Regions from separate parts of the Mus musculus genome. Here region 2 is linked to region 1. Evidence: chromatin contacts called from public HiCAR-type data. All regions are on one chromosome and are shown on one strand. The core of a region is the stretch at or near the end of the contact, and the rest is flanking DNA. Distances in the headings are between cores, read along the strand shown. Region 1 holds the start of Aebp2 (AE binding protein 2). Region 2 overlaps Slco1c1 (solute carrier organic anion transporter family, member 1c1).

Region 1 (3,265 bases), core at 102-2,601:
GGCAAGAGGGGCGCGGCGGCCGCCCGGGATTTCCAAGTTGAGATCTGGGGGGGAGGGGCTGAGAATCAGGGGGCGGGAGATCCCGGAGAGAAAGTCCCCAGGTCTGGGGTCCCAGAGTCTGGGGCAGGGGAGATTCCGGCGAAGCCGTTCCCAAGGTGGGCAGGCGGGCGGGGCAGGGAAGGAGAAGCAAGAAACGGAAAGGACTGCGGCGAGAAAGTCCCCTCGGTCCCCTCGGCGGAGCCCGGGAATCTACAGAGCAAGGGATCGCTGCTAGAAGGGTCCCCCCCGCCCCCCGCCCCGCGCTGGGCCAAAGGGTCCAGGAGATGGGAGGGGATCGGGCAAGGAAGTCAGCTCAATGGAGTCCAAGAGGAGTCCCCTAGGTCCCCTCTGTGGGGTCCGGGAGGAGTCCCCTAGACGGGATCCACGCAGAGTCCCCTCGAATCAGGAAGAAGTCCCCTGAGTCCCCCTCGTCGAGGTCCGGGAAGGGTCCCCTTGGCGGCGCACTGACCTGTCCTCCGAGTCCATGCGGCTCAGCGGCTCCCCGTCGGACGACATCTCCAGGCTGCCCCGCCGGCCCCCGGAGGTCGCGCTGCTCCCGCCTCCCCCGGTGCCGTAGCCCTCGTCGCCGCCGCTCGACACCACGCTACTGCTGCTGCTACCGCCACCGCTGCTGCCCGGGCCGCCCGGGCCGCCCCGCGGTCCCTTGGGCTCCTCCAGGCCCTCCTTCCCGTCCCCATCGCCGCTGCTGCTGCTCGCCGCGCCCGGGCTCAGCGAGCGCGTCTCGTCGCCGCTGCAGCCGCCGCTGCTGCTGCCCACCAGGCTCTCGGCGCTGCTCTCCTCCTCCGCGCCGCCGCTGCTGCTGCCCTCGTCCTCGTCGTCCTCCTCGTCCTCGTCCTCGTCCCCGCCCGCCTGGCTGGCGCTCTCGGGGCTCGGCTCCGACATGGTCTCCGCCTCGCCGCCCCCCGCGCCGCCGCCCGCTCCCCCGTTCAACAGCAGCGCGGCCACCGCCTCTGCCTCCGCCTCCTCGTCATCCTCCTCCTCCTCTTCCTCCGGCGGCTCGGCCCGGCCGCGCGCCGCGGGCCCGGGGCTGCCGGGGGACAGCGGGCTGAGGCGGGAGAGCTCCTCCAGGTCGGCCATGTCGGCGAGCGCGGCGGCCATGGCGGCGCCTGCTGCTCCTCCGCCTCCTCTCGCCGCCGCCTCCTCGCCCCCGCCACCCCCCGCTCCGCGCCCGCACGCCCCAAACTCCGCGCGGCCGCCGCAGAGCGGGAGGAGGGCCCGCGGGGCTGCGTCAGGCTGCACACGCGCTACGGAGCCCGCGCGGGGACACGCGCCGGAACGCGCGCACTCACGCGGAGGAGGCAGCGCGCCTGCGCGCCGCGGCGGCCCCGCCCCTCCAGAGTTTCTTTGGGCCTTCCCACGCCTTCCCGCTCCGGGCGGAGGCGGGACGAGCCCTCGAAACCCGAAGTCGGTGGGGATTTTCACAGCCCTGGACTTCTACAGAGAGAAGGAGAAGCATCGGCTCAGAGAGAGAGAGAGAGAGAGAGAGAGAGAGAGAGAGAGAGAGAGAGAGAGTGTGTGTGTGTGGTTTGCGGGGGAGGTGGTGTCCTGTAGAAGGAAGCCGTAAGTGGAGCAAGTGTCTGGCCGTCTGAGCGCTTGCCATACTCAAAAGACAGGTCTCAGACATGTGCAGAAAGTTCGATAAATCGGTTTTTTTTTGTTTTTTGTTTTTGAAGCGCCGAGCCGATGTCCACACCGCGGAGGCAGAGGCTTGACTCGCAAGCCAGGCTTGCTTACCTGTCCCGATGTCCCAATGACCCAAGGAGGGCAGCTCAGACGAGGCGGGCGTTGCTTTGGCTCGAGATCCTCGCAGGTTTTAAGTCCTGGAGCTTCTAATAAAATCTGGGGTGACACTTGTAGGCAGGCTGAGTTCTTGGGGTGTAGCGCTGGCCGTTGAGGGCTCTAACCGCTCTTCCAGAGGAGCCGGCGGTCGGTTTGCAGCACCCACAAGGCGGCTCACAACTGTCTAATCCCAGCAGCTCTGACCACATCTCCCGGCCTCCCTCCCAGTCTGGTGGGTGGTGCACACAGGTACCTCACCTAAAAGGCACACCTTTAACCCCAGCCCTAGGGTGGCCGAGGCAGGAGGGTCTCCGAGATTCCGAGGCCAGCCTGATCTATATAGCGAGTTCCAGGCCAAACTGAAATCCTGCCTCACAAAAAGGGAGGGTGTGAAGAAGAAAGCAGGGAAGAGGTTACTACTCCTACTAATGAAAGGCTCCTCCCTATCCCCAGGCAAGAGTCAAACCTTCCCTTTACAGCTAGGGAAGCATTGCATCTTCCTGAACTTCTCGGTAAGGGAATGCTTTGTAAATAAGCTTTTTGTAAAATAAAGACCTGGAGTTTATGAGGAAGGCTGGTGAGCAGCCCACATCACACCCTGACTCCGGGGCACATCTGATGCTCTGGAGTGGGGAAGCAGTCTCAGAGAGCATTCCCTCATTCATTCTTAGTAGATCTTCACACACAAAGAGAGAGAGAGAGAGAGATCCCCCAGGTGGAGTATTTTCATGTTTCTAGAATTCACTGCCCTAATTTAAAAAATAAACATAATAAAAGAAACAACATGTAGTATGAGGCTAGAAGGGATTGTTGCAACTTTGAGGCCAACTAGTGTGGGCCACAAGGAAACCGCCCCACAAATATCTTAGTGTACAGTTGCAGCCTTAACCTTTGGATACATACTATCACACGTAATGTTCCCCCAGTGGAAGGAAACATCCTCAAAAAAAAAAAAAAAAAAAAAAGAAAAGAAAAGAAAAAAGAAAAAGAAAAGAAAAGTTTCCTCAAGGAAAAGCAAAAATTAAAATGATAATATACAATGTAGCTACACTGGCAGGCGTTAACCTCAAACTCTAACTTTCAGAGTCATTCTTGCAGATAGATCAGGAATGTGTTGTCATCCTGGATTGTAGACTGAGGATCACCAAACTGGACTGGAATAAAGCATGACTCAGTGTATGTGGCAGCTGCTCTAAGGCACATTAGAAATTAGGACTGACCTAGCAGAGGAAATTCAAATCTTTTTATCTCCCCCCACCTTCTAAGAATATTATGCAAATATTCTAATCCTCCCCACCCTGTAAACCTTTGTTTAAATAAAGGCCCATGGCTCTATTCTAGAAACTTGGTGGCCTGGAGCCTTGACCTTTTTCTCCTTGGACCCTCTTCCTCAGTTTCCTGGGTGATGATCTTTCCAGATTGGCCA
Region 2 (3,159 bases), core at 158-2,657, 950 kb before region 1:
GCAAAACAAAACAAATATATTTTGTGAATACAATTTATGTCTAAGTACAGAGTTACCTAATTCATGGAAATTTGGGAAGTGTTTGTTTAAAAATATTTTGATTCACTGAATTCGTAAGCAATAAAGTATGGTGACATGGTGACATGAATTGCAGTGTAACCATGGATACTTCCAAAATCACAATGAATTTATGTAAATTATAAAATTACATCTTATTATATGTAAACTAATGAACAGAAATTGTCTCAGAAGACAACCCCATCATGAATGTTTTTTTTCTGTATCAGTTCAAGGAGGAGCTAAATCTGAAAGATCTCCTTAGGAAATACTCAAAGTAGATTCTGGTCAAGTGACACAATGTACAGATGACATGTCATAATCAAACATAATAGACAGCCATCCCCAGGAACACATATCACATATCAATGGAGACAATATAGCATGAAGCAGAAATAAGAAAATAATTAAAAGGAATGTACAAGTTTAAAAGTTTTAAAATAAATTTAATTACATCCTTAGAGGTTTGTCATGTTATGCTTAGAGTCAAAAGCAAAGCAGGCATACCTTTGGAAGCAGAAAGGAATTGCACATTGAAGCCCTTTTGATTATGCTTTTATTCATTTACATGTATTGGATAAAATGACCCCATATTTGTTTGTTTCCATGATTTTTTTTTAAAGTCGTGTCTCCTTGCCTGGCCAGTACTTGGGCTGCAATCCACGATCCCTTGCAGCGCATGTCTCCTTTTTGATGCTTGAAGACATCCCTATTTTTTCTCTTGTGGTTATTAAGCTGCTGTGTTTCGAGACATATTTTTTCTTTAAAACAAAAAGTACAGCCATGCTTAGGAAGACAGACACCGTGCCCAGGAGCGTGGTTAATCCCAGGTATATGTGTCTAAAAGAGGAGAGAGTCTCGGTTATAATTATTGCAGCCACTCAACTTGAAAGCAAAGCAAAACAAAACATGAAGGTTCTAACAGTGTGAGGTTGATTGCTGAGAGACACAGACTTAATGGCCTGGTGGCTATGAATGCTGGTGACCTCCTGCCAGCAGAGGCAACTTCTTAGTTGTATTGTCATTCCTGGTTACTGCAAATGATATAATAGTTCCCACTTCCTCTTTAAAGATTCCCTGAAGTTGGATAGCCATCTTCCTGCTTGCTGAGGCAGTCCTATTTAGCCCATTGCTGTCCCAAGTAATAATTTTAAAAGAGCCTCTTTCACTTTCAAAGGTGTCAAGGTTTGACTAAGTCATGTGGTGACCCTGTCTCAAATATTTCTTCAATACACTCCAAGGAAAAGCTGTGGTAAGCAATTCAAAGAAGGGGTCAGGGTTGTTAGTGGGACAGAAAGGCCTGATAAAGAACTTAGTGTTCAGCTTCCCCTCTTACATACGGTCTCTGCATCACACAATGTCCACACTGCAGTGAGCACTTAGCCTTACCAAATGAGAGCAGAAACCAAATGTCACTCCCAGAACTGGCCCTGGCCTTGGACCAAACATCCTTCACACATAATATCAAAGCCTATTAAATCGATCTTATTTGAGATGGTCTGCCTAATTCACATGCAACTTACAGGCTCAAGACTCTCGGATTTTTTTTTTTCTTTTGGTTTTTGGAGGTTTTTTTTTTTCCCCCTCTGAAACAAAGTATTCAGCGTGTAAGTCTTTGAATAAAAGAAGTCCTGCTTTTAAGCCACTGGAGTATGGCTTTAAGCAGTGGGGAGATAAAGGTTTGATGAACGGAACTGAATGATACCGTAGTGAGAAAACCGTGCTCTCCACCTCAGACACGCTCACCCACACAGAGAAAGCTTTTTACTTTTGTGCATTTCAAGTACTGGGATAATTGAACATCAGCTTGGCAATAAGAGCCGGATGGATTGAGAGCCAAATCCAGATCTTGCCCAGGGGATTAGCGCTGACGCAAATGGTACAGTTTGGCTCAGTTTAAAAAAGAATAGAATTAAATAAACCCAGAATGTGACCTAAATTTAAATGCATCTGAGTTTCAGGAAATATTTTGCCATTTGTGTGCACACATTTTCAAACCTGTATTCTAGGATTTTTTAAAAATCATTTATTATATATGTATGCTCGTGTGTGTGTGTGTGTGTGTGTGTGTGTGTGTGTGTGTGTGTGTTATGAGCCAGGGTTGCTCACTCTGCAGCCTCAGTTTAGCCTAGAACATATTATATAGCCGAGGCTGACTTCAATTAAGCATTAACTAATTCTCTTTTAGTCCCCTGAATTCTGGGATTACAGGTGTGAGCCATTTTTTCCTGCTCATTTTCATCATTTTTAAAAAATGATTACTTGGGGCAGGGAGAAATTCAAAGTATAATGATACATATATGTGAAAGTGCCATAATAAAATACATTCATGAAACGCATTGCTAACTGTGCTAACTTTAAAAAGTCAGAACAAAATAAAATAATGATGAATTCAAAATGAAATTCAATGTCAACACTTGGCAATATTTTTTCATGTAAAATAGAATTGTTCACAGTTTTTTGGTTGATTTACCTCATAAACATGGAAAGTACACAGGGAATTTTAAGCTTCAGGATGTGGCAGAAAATGAGCTGTAGGAGCACAGAGCTACATGAGTGTGCTTGGCACTGTACCTGAAAGCGTGGGAGTCATACAGCCTGCAGGAGCCTCTGCTTCCACATTTCTTAAATCCCCATTTGAGGCATGAAGTGTCAATCAAAACACCAAAGTACACAGGGGCTGGGATTCCTGCTGTAAGAAACATAAATGATCGCTTCTAAGTTTTTGGCCATAAGAAGTGACCCAGAACCACTTACCTTGAGCTCAGGAATCACTGATTAGGTAGTGAAAACCCACAATTCTTCACTGAGACCTCTTTCTATGGCTCAGAGTTTGGTCACAAGCTCAGGACCCATGCAGTAACTGTCAGTGGTTTAGGTCTAGATGCATGTCTCCTGGAAATTCACACTCAATGTGAACACAACTTCTCCCTCACCAAGTGGCCAAGGCAATGAACCTGGATGCCACCTCTGAGCCCTTCTCATTTTAAAACCCAAGCCATAAAATCTCTTCCTTAGGTATATATCCTCCTCTCTCTGCTTCTGCTCTGATGTAAATCTGAAGGAGGGTGTGTGTACAGCTCACTGGTAGAGAATTTGTCT

The links. HiCAR-type assays count read pairs that join an accessible place to other places.
Region 2: a HiCAR-type map of astrocytes shows a contact between it and region 1, with 3 times the contacts expected there. The contact joins the enhancer-like site here to the promoter of Aebp2 in region 1. A contact is called at or near these places in 3 of 39 promoter capture datasets (cranial neural crest, hippocampal neurons and neural stem cells), 1 of 15 datasets of contacts at CTCF or cohesin (the NIH/3T3 cell line), 2 of 484 Hi-C or Micro-C datasets (cerebral cortex and cortical neurons) and 6 of 115 datasets of contacts at active chromatin or transcription factors (astrocytes, embryonic basal ganglia, embryonic forebrain and 3 more).

Annotation. Positions count from the first base shown.
Region 1 is chr6:140,621,588-140,624,852 of GRCm38.p6, reverse strand. Aebp2 (AE binding protein 2) reads right to left here and starts at 1,351. Exons shown (of 8, transcript NM_001005605.2): 1 at 509-1,351. The coding sequence starts at 1,158.
Region 2 is chr6:141,567,044-141,570,202 of GRCm38.p6, reverse strand. It overlaps Slco1c1 (solute carrier organic anion transporter family, member 1c1), which reads right to left. Exons shown (of 15, transcript NM_021471.3): 14 at 2,632-2,749; 15 at 26-897. The coding sequence ends at 675. Among named protein-coding and RNA genes, the nearest start is that of Slco1c1, 44 kb to the right of the region's middle. Within about 2 kb of position 1,407, at least 18 of the 459 cell types and tissues checked have an H3K27ac peak or open chromatin away from gene starts, as enhancers often do. A contact at or near this core is called in astrocytes, embryonic basal ganglia, forebrain and 2 more, where this site is marked.